Regions from separate parts of the Mus musculus genome. Here regions 1 and 3 are each linked to region 2. The links are chromatin contacts, called in public Hi-C and HiChIP or PLAC-seq maps. All regions are on one chromosome and are shown on one strand. Each heading gives the region's core, a stretch centred on a gene start, on an enhancer-like site or on the middle of the called end of the contact. The rest is flanking DNA. Distances are from core to core; before and after follow the strand shown. Region 1 has its middle 7.1 kb from the start of Sp9. Region 2 has its middle 17 kb from the start of Cdca7. Region 3 overlaps Ola1 (Obg-like ATPase 1).

Region 1 (2,700 bases), core at 36-2,535, 790 kb before region 2:
TGGAGGAATGTGTCCCCACGGACATTTAGAAATCTTAAGAGTTCCAAACACCGTACATATTTATACCAATAATATATGGGGAGGCAAGTCTGTATGTATTTACCTCATACATATTTCTATAAACTCCAGCGTCTGGAAAGGGTGGGGGGTAAATAGCACTGAACGGTTAAAATTATGGAGAAGGGATAATAACTGATTACTAATTTGAAAGTAAATAAACAGGTGACTTTTTCAGATCAAATTCCTCCTTGGATCGTTACAATAAATATCTCTGAAGGAAGCGCTCTATTTATGTTGTCATTGATTAATTCTTCACTACCTCATTTGATTTCGATTTAGAACGATTTGATTCTAATTTAATTAGCATGTAATTTGGATGTACATAATTACTGTAATTATGACATTCAGGTAAGGCAGCTTTAGGCTGAAAGGCAATTTCAAATTTTCTAGCAACCTACTTTGTACTGGGAAATGGACAAGGACTTTGCGCCCTGCTATCCAAGTAGTAATTAGCACATCTCTGAAATAGGCAGTGCGGCGGGGTTTGTATTAAAACAGCAAATACAAACCCAGCCGAGTACCCGCTACAAAGGTGGCTGTTGAGTTCCCAGAAGCGCGCTGCATTTCCCTGGCTTGAGTTTGGGGAGCCGGGCACCCCAGAGCCTCATCTCTTTTCTTACAGCTTCGGGAGACTGCGTTTCTTTCCTCCTCGGGCGGGCGCCGGGGTTGGAAGGTGTCGCTTTTTAAATTAAAAAACAATAACTGCTGAAGGGGGAGGGGAGAAAGTCCCTACAAGCCCTCTAAAGCTAGTGGATGGGGGAGGGGTAGTGGACTAGGAAGAGGAGGGAAGGGGGCGGCGGGAGGCAGGGCGATGCACAGAGAAGAGAAAATTGGCCAACGCCCCCAACTGTTATCTCATTTCAGATTTGGGTTTCGAAAAGGCAAGGACAAAAGGGGTGGGTCTGTTCTGGGAGGGGGTGCGCACCCGTCGGGAGGGCCTGGGGCGAGGGCTCTGGGGGCTCCTGGTCGCCCTCTGGGGCCCCGTCGAGCTGCCCCATGCCCGCTGCGCCCCACTTGAGCAGTGGTCGCCTCCCATTGCACGGAAACCCTGCAGAGGTCTGTTGAGGTGCTCGGTGGGTCCAGGCTGGTCATAGCTGTGAGACTCTGGCTTTCTCTTCTGTGTTAGGGGTTCTGGGAAGCTGAGGAGGTCTTGGTGACCTGGTGGTAAACTGCGTTCACGCCCGTCCTGGGTAGTCCAGGCAGACCCGATGGTCCCGCAGCCCTGGACCCTAGGACGCTGGGTGAAGTGTGCGAGGCAAGCTGTGCCCACCGCGGGATCTCTACCCAGGGTGCACGTCGCTGCCGCTACCGACAACGCTCAGCTTTCTCATTTAGGAGTGCTGGAAGACCCTGAAATCGCCTAGGAAAGAATGCTAAATGAGACAATGAAAGAAAGCTGGGTCCAGGGCCAAGCGAGGTGGTAGTCTGTTTTGCTTGGATTTTTCAGTAAGTGTGTTTCAGAAATAATCCCCTTCCTTTGGAGCCATTGCTAGGCAATGTCCCCTCAAAACGGGGCTTGTCCCCAGCTAAAACACTAAACCTCGCTTTTCTTTGCCTGATTCCTTGGCTGCCAGAGTTCTCGACAGAAGCAGGTCTCCAAGCGCTAAAAGCCAAGCACCAGGCCGACAGCGCGGACTCCTATGCAGGAGCTCTAGATGGCGCCAGAGAGCCGCACTCGCCGTGCGCCTCTTGGGGGAATCAAGAGCTACTGTCAAACATAAAAGCAAATCAGAGTTTTCAGTTTTTTTTAATGTGTTAAGAATGTTATTCCTTAAGAAAATTTGTAGCTAAATTATTCTCACTTAAAATAAACACTTAGTATACCAATTACACAAATGGGCGGGATTTATGTGAGATTTACTTCATCTGCATTTTTGTAGTGGAAGAGAGCCTTGGTGAATACAGATAATAGATGCAAATAAGATTAGAGTTAAAATAAATAAAGTTTCCATGTGAATAAAAAGAAATTCAATTTTACACGACTGGTGACGATTTGACGGAATGTCCAGACACGCGGTTCAGGTGCACAATCTAATCTCATCCAAATGTTTTCAAACGTCCTTGAGGAAAGGAAAAAAAAAAATCTACTCCTTTTTCTTCATCAGGTAGGACCCGGTGGGTCCTCCAAAGACTGGGGGTAAATTATGCCAAGAAAGAAAAATACTGGGGAGGGTGTGAATTGAGCCGGGATAGGCGCAGGCCCAGCAAACTTGGTCTTGGTTCATCTACTGCGTGGAAGTTGGAAACAAGAAATCCCTGGAAACTCACTGAAACGAAATTGCATTTCCCCTCACCCCGGCGGGGGCGGGACTCCAGGACCCTGGTCTCAGCCCTGGCTTCACAAAATCCACTTCCAGGCGGCAGTCTTCATTCGCAGCGTGGCCTCCCCATCTACTCTACCCGGGACCCAGTTAGGCCCAAGCCGCGGGAATGCAGAGGTGGCCCTGGGGAGGCGCAGCCGCACCCCACCTGGGGACCCAGCTGGTATCCTAGCTCATGGACCTCGCCTCCCGTGCACGCTCTCTTCCATTTGTTCGTCTTCAGTCGGTCACCACCTACTGAGTCTCAAGGTCTCCCCGGGATGCCTAGAGCTGGTGGGAAGTGGGGCAGGGATGTTTCCCCTGGTGGGTTTCCGACAAG
Region 2 (2,700 bases), core at 180-2,679:
TACACCGTAGCTATACAGATGGGTCAGATGGTTGTGAGCCTTCATGGAATTTTTTTAGGACCTCTGTTTGCTCCAGTCAACCCTGCTCACTCCGGTCAACTCTGCTCCCTCGGGCCCAAAGATTTATTTATTATTATACATAAGTACATTGTAGCTGTCTTCAGACGCACCAGAAGAGGGCATCAGATCTCAATACGGGTGGTTGTGAGCCACCGTATGGTTGTGGGATTTGAACTCAGGACCTTCGGTAGAGCAGTCAGTACTCTTACCTGCTAAGCCATCTTGCCAGCCTGAAAAGACTTTTTCTTTTAAGAGTATTCTTAAAGAAATTTAAAATAGATTCTATGGAAAATGAATAATGACAGGACAAGAAGGGACTCTTGAAAGTTAAAAATATTACTAAAAAACAGTGTTAATTGAATTATATGAAATTCCTGGTATTTGATCATGTTGTTGTACATAAATAGCAATTCTACATGATTGAACCTAGGTTAAGGATTTGCAACCTCACTAGATGTAGGAGTCTACATGAATGAAAGAGATGAAAACATGGAATCCATACAGAAGATCTGGAACATAGGAAAGAGAGAATAAAACCACACACACACACACATACACACACATAAGTAACAACAAAATTGAGGGAAGTAAGTTATATTTAATAATAGAAAATTTTCCCTAGAAAAGTAGGACTTGGTTTTGGTTTTGGTTTTTCAAAACAAGGTTTCTCTGTGCAGCTCTGGATATCCTGGAACTAACTCACTCCCCAAACTCGCATAGATCCACCTGCTTCCCAGTGCTGGGATAAAAGGCAGGTACCATTATGCCTGGCCGGAATAGGATAATTTTAACTGAAGAGTGTTGGTCAGAATAAACAGGGGAGGGGGCCAGCAAAGCAAAAGCCACCAAGATGCTTCATTGTGAAGTTTCAGTACTCAGAAAAATCAAATCTCAAAAGCATCAAGAGAAAAATACATGCTGACACCAGAAGCATCTTTCTTTAGCCACCCAGAATAGATTCTGGGTGCCGAAGAACGCAAGCAGGAAAACCAAGAGAAACAATTCTACTTCAAATCCTCATTCCATCCAAGCTACTAATCAGGTTTGTAAACAAAATAATTTCCAATGCATGCAAGGATGTCTCTCCTACTCTTTCTGGGGGAAACTGCCGGAGGAAGTCTTCAGTAAAACGAGAGAGGAAACCAGCAGAAGGGAAATGAACATTAGAGAACGATGGCTATTAGTTACCTTTCCTGTGGCTATCACAAAAGACCCTAACAACAGCAGCTTAAGGAAGCTCACAGTCCCGGGTAGTTCACAGCAGGGAGAGGATGGCCGCAGGAAACTGAGGCACCTGGTCAGCCATCCTGATCAGTGTTTGCGCATGCCCAGCAGCGGAACGTCTCCTCCGTGACGCTAGATCTTATCAGGTTGACAAAGAATACTAACCATTACGTCACCCCGGCAAGACAAGTGTGCAGCACAAAACGGGGACAAGTGTGCCTTCTCGAGAAGAGGATTCCAGGCAAAGTGGAATGACCGAGAAGCGATACACAGATGAGAGACCTGGACTGAATGGCAAGAGGGTAAAGTGTTAGGAGGGAAAGGTGAACTGTAAACCTGGGAGAAGAGCTGAAGTTTCTAAGAAGGGAGAAGAAAACTTTAATTCACAAGTCTCTGGTGTAGCTCAGTGAGAAAACACCTGCCTAGCTTATAAGAAACAGCGGGTTTGTTCCCAACTATCACACACATAAAGAGTGATACAGCTTTGAATAATCACTGTACTGTTCAAATAGAAAACTGAGCCAGTGAGATGGGTAAAGGCACTTGCCATAAAACCTGACAACTCGACTTCAAACCTAAGGACCCGTGCGTAGGAGAGAACCAGTTCCCACAAGTTGTCCTGTGGTCTCCCCACCCATTCCTGTATACATACATCTGTGTAGGTAAAGCAGAAATAATATATTTACAGTTACACTTAAATGTATACAGGCACTCAAACATAAAATAATATGATTAAATCATTTTTGTCTTAAATAGAGAATACCATCCATGGTGATACTCTCCTTTGAGGCTAAAGGCTGAGATGCCTAACTGAAGGAAAGCCAATGTAATTATGTCGCTTAATACAGTAGTAAACGTTATCTTCAGCCCAAGAAGCCAAACTCGAACTGTAGCAATTGGCGAGTGGTAGGCTTATGGGTGACTTCAATTATGAAGTCCCATTTTCCTATAATAAGGAATTAAGAGACATTTATAGCCTTCAAAATAAATGGAACAAAAAAATAAAATAAAAAATTTAAAATGTAACTTGCATATGAAGCGAGGCTTATGTCCTAATTGGGTTTCTGTTATGAACATTGTATGCATACAGTGAACTTACATATATATAGGGAAACACTCATACATAAAATTTAAACATCTTTGAAATAACGTCTTTGTTTCTTTTTGGTTTGATTTTGTTTTTTGAGACAGGGGTTCTCTGTGTAGTCCCGGCTGTCCTGGAACTTGCTCTGTAGACCAAGCTGGACTTGAACTCAGAGATCTGCTTGCCTCCGTTTCCAGAGTGCTGGGATTAAAGGCATGCGCCAGCACACCAGGCCAAGAACATCATTTAAGCAGAAGTAGGAAACGTGATGCGTTCTACAGCACCCGTAAGCCTGAGAAACAGGGCAGACACTAGGTGATAGACTTCTGGAA
Region 3 (2,700 bases), core at 146-2,645, 620 kb before region 2:
CATAGCATTTCTCATTTGTTATTATTTTGTTATCACTTTAAGTGGAAATGTTACAGAAAGAAATCACTTAAGAATATTCATTTCATTATAATATATCTCAATACAACTTTTTTTGGCAGTTGCTTTTCAATTGAGTTAGTAAGAGACAGTGTAACAGGATAGTTGTGCTGGCTACTTTTATGTCAACTTGTCACAAGCTAGAGTCATTTGGGAAGAGGGAACCTGTACTAAGCTTCTGGTGCGTTTTCTTGGATTGGTGTAGGAGGAACCTGCTCACTGTGAGTGGTGTCACCCTGGGAAGGTGGTCCTGGGTGCTAGGCGACAGCAGTCTGAACAGGCTCTCCAGAGCAAGTCAGGATGCAGCATTCCTCCGTGGCCTGCTTTGAGCTCCTGCTCTGACTTTCCTCAAGGATGAACTATGATGTAGAACTTTAAGGTAAAATAAACCTTAAGTTGCTTTTAGGTTGTAGTGTTTTTATCACAGCAGTAGAAACCCTAGGAGTGTGTAGAGTGAAATCTTTGCACCAGGAATGGAAACAGAATAAATAGGATGTAGGAAACCACTCTTGGTGCACAGAATCAGTAGCAGATGGTACTGAGTGATGCTGTATCAGGACATGGAACAAAATCAAGTGAACTTCCTATGTATTTGTCCCAACTCTTTCTTGTATGGTATTTGTAACTCCAGGCTATTTCTTAAAGCGTCTTTTTAGAAGCTTCAAGAGTATTTTTAGAAATATTTTTATTTTAATTATCTTCTGTGCTCACATATAAAGTGAAGGCTTCCTGACATTTTCATACATGTGTTGTTATATTTCTTCTTATTCACCCTTTCCCCACTGTGGCGGTTTGAATGAAAATGCCCCCCCCCCCAGGGGCTTATGTATTAGTCCACAGGGGATGCACTGTTTAGAAAGGATTAAGAATTGTAGCTTGTTGGAAGAGGTGTGACACTGGGGTTGAGCTTTGTGCTTTAAAAACCCCACCCCGGGCCCAGTGTCTGCTGCAGGGATGAGAATGTGACGCTCTTGGCTGCTGCTCCAGCACCATGCCTGTCTGCTCCCTACCATGGTGATAATGGACAAACCTCTGAAACTCTAAGCAAACCTCCAATTAAAGCTTTCTTTTATGAGAATTGCCTTAGTCGTGGTATCTCTTCACAGTAATAGAACATTAACTAGAGCAAGATACACCTATCCTTCCTGCTTCCTCCCCTTCACCTCCTCATTTCCCTTCTGCTTCCATGTCACATAGATTCCAGTATCATCTTCTCCCCTTCAGAACTCTTTGAAGATGTCCTCTCCCTCCCATAGTACCCTTTCCACTCCCCACACACATGCCTGCTTCTAGGTACATACACATTTGAATCAAGATCACTTGTAACCCTCAAGTGCGTGCACGCTTTCGAGCTGAAGCAGGGCTGGGGGCATGCCTGACATCCACAGCGGTCAGGAAAGGGCACTGACCCCCTGGAACTGGAACAATATGGACAGTTACTCAGCGCTGCCTTCTGGGTTCTGGGAAACAAAATTGAGTCCCATACTAGAAAAACAAATATTCTTAATTACCGAGTCTTCTCCCCAGCTGGGATTTTTGATGTGGTTGAGTGAGTGGGGTTGTGTAGGAACCAGCTACCCACTGGAACCTGGGCTTGCTGGTGAGCCCGGCCAGTTAGCCAAGAAGCCCTGGGACCCATCTGTACCTCTCAACACTGGGGTTACAAGAGCGCACCATCACAGACGCCTGGCTTCTTAAATGAGTACTGAGGCATTTTGTTTCTTCTGTTTTGAAACTGTTGTGAGTGGAATTTCTTTCCTAATTTCCTTTTTTAATAATTCATTATTTGGGGGATTAGAGAGAGGGCTCAGTGGCTAAGAACACTGGCTGTTCTTCCAAATGGCCTGGGTTCAATTCCAGCACGTACATGGCTGCTCACAGCTGCCTATAATTCCAGTTCCAGGGCATGTGACACCCTCACACAGACATACATGCAGACAAACACCAATACACATAAAATAAGAAATATAAATAAATAAATCATAAAACCTTTTTAAAAGTTCATTATTGGTATATTTAGAAAAAAAGGTGTTATTTTTATGATTTTGGGTCTTTTGAGACAGGGTCTCATGTAGCTCAGACTAACCTCAAGCATTATGTAACTGAAGATGGTACAACCCCCAAGTGTTGTCCAACACACTTGACCTGCTTTTTTTTTTTTTTTTTTTTTTTTTTTTTTACTTTATCTGCATTTATTTTATGTTGAATTTATCCCCATGCCATGAGTTTTTGTTTCTTCAGTTTCTGGGATATCTTTTTCTTCTGTGCAGCCTCCTCTTCTGGCTTTGGAACGATCTGTTCCTTCTCAGTGAGGATCATCTCACTGTGGCAGGGGGAGCTCACGTATGGATTAATCCAGCCATGAGCTCTGTAGGTTCGTCGGCGCATCTTAGGTGCCTTGTTCACCTGAATGTGTTCAATGACTAGAGAATCTACATCTAAACCATTAAGGTCACCATTACCCTCTGCATTTTTAAGCATGTGCAGCAAAAATTCAGCCCTTTTTTTTGGCCACCGTCCCTGTGTCCAGCCCCACTGTTTGGCCTGGGCGCACCTACCGACTCCACCATTATACTGCTGGAATGGCACACATTGCTTCTTTAAAGTGACATCCTTCAGATACTTGGTGGCTTTGCGGATATG

What was found. A called contact is a pair of places that touch in the nucleus more often than the background predicts. HiChIP or PLAC-seq counts read pairs in DNA pulled down with a chosen protein or histone mark.
Region 1: a contact with region 2 is called in a Hi-C map of regulatory T cells, with 2.6 times the contacts expected there. The contact joins two enhancer-like sites. A contact is called at or near these places in 4 of 39 promoter capture datasets (HPC-7-derived erythroid cells, the SN4741 cell line, neural stem cells and 1 more), 2 of 15 datasets of contacts at CTCF or cohesin (large pre-B cells and stem cell-derived epiblast-like cells), 14 of 484 Hi-C or Micro-C datasets (the G1E-ER4 cell line, bone marrow-derived macrophages, common lymphoid progenitors and 10 more), 19 of 115 datasets of contacts at active chromatin or transcription factors (SST interneurons, VIP interneurons, craniofacial prominence and 13 more) and 4 of 9 other capture datasets (adipose tissue, liver, macrophages and 1 more).
Region 3: a contact with region 2 is called in an H3K4me3 HiChIP or PLAC-seq map of the SCID.adh cell line, with 8 times the contacts expected there. The contact joins two enhancer-like sites. A contact is called at or near these places in 7 of 39 promoter capture datasets (the 3T3-L1 cell line, embryonic stem cells, hippocampal neurons and 3 more), 4 of 115 datasets of contacts at active chromatin or transcription factors (the SCID.adh cell line, embryonic basal ganglia, embryonic stem cells and 1 more) and 2 of 9 other capture datasets (adipose tissue and pancreatic islet).

What each region holds. Positions count from the first base shown.
Region 1 is chr2:73,277,671-73,280,370 of GRCm38.p6, reverse strand. No RefSeq gene overlaps it. Among named protein-coding and RNA genes, the nearest start is that of Sp9, 7.1 kb to the right of the region's middle. Within about 2 kb of position 1,285, at least 32 of the 459 cell types and tissues checked have an H3K27ac peak or open chromatin away from gene starts, as enhancers often do. A contact at or near this core is called in regulatory T cells, where this site is marked.
Region 2 is chr2:72,491,955-72,494,654 of GRCm38.p6, reverse strand. No RefSeq gene overlaps it. Among named protein-coding and RNA genes, the nearest start is that of Cdca7, 17 kb to the right of the region's middle. Within about 2 kb of position 1,429, at least 11 of the 459 cell types and tissues checked have an H3K27ac peak or open chromatin away from gene starts, as enhancers often do. A contact at or near this core is called in the SCID.adh cell line and regulatory T cells, where this site is marked.
Region 3 is chr2:73,116,841-73,119,540 of GRCm38.p6, reverse strand. All of the region lies in intron 7 of Ola1 (Obg-like ATPase 1), which reads left to right. It also overlaps the pseudogene Gm13665. Among named protein-coding and RNA genes, the nearest start is that of Ola1, 96 kb to the left of the region's middle. Within about 2 kb of position 1,395, at least 2 of the 459 cell types and tissues checked have an H3K27ac peak or open chromatin away from gene starts, as enhancers often do. A contact at or near this core is called in the SCID.adh cell line, where this site is marked.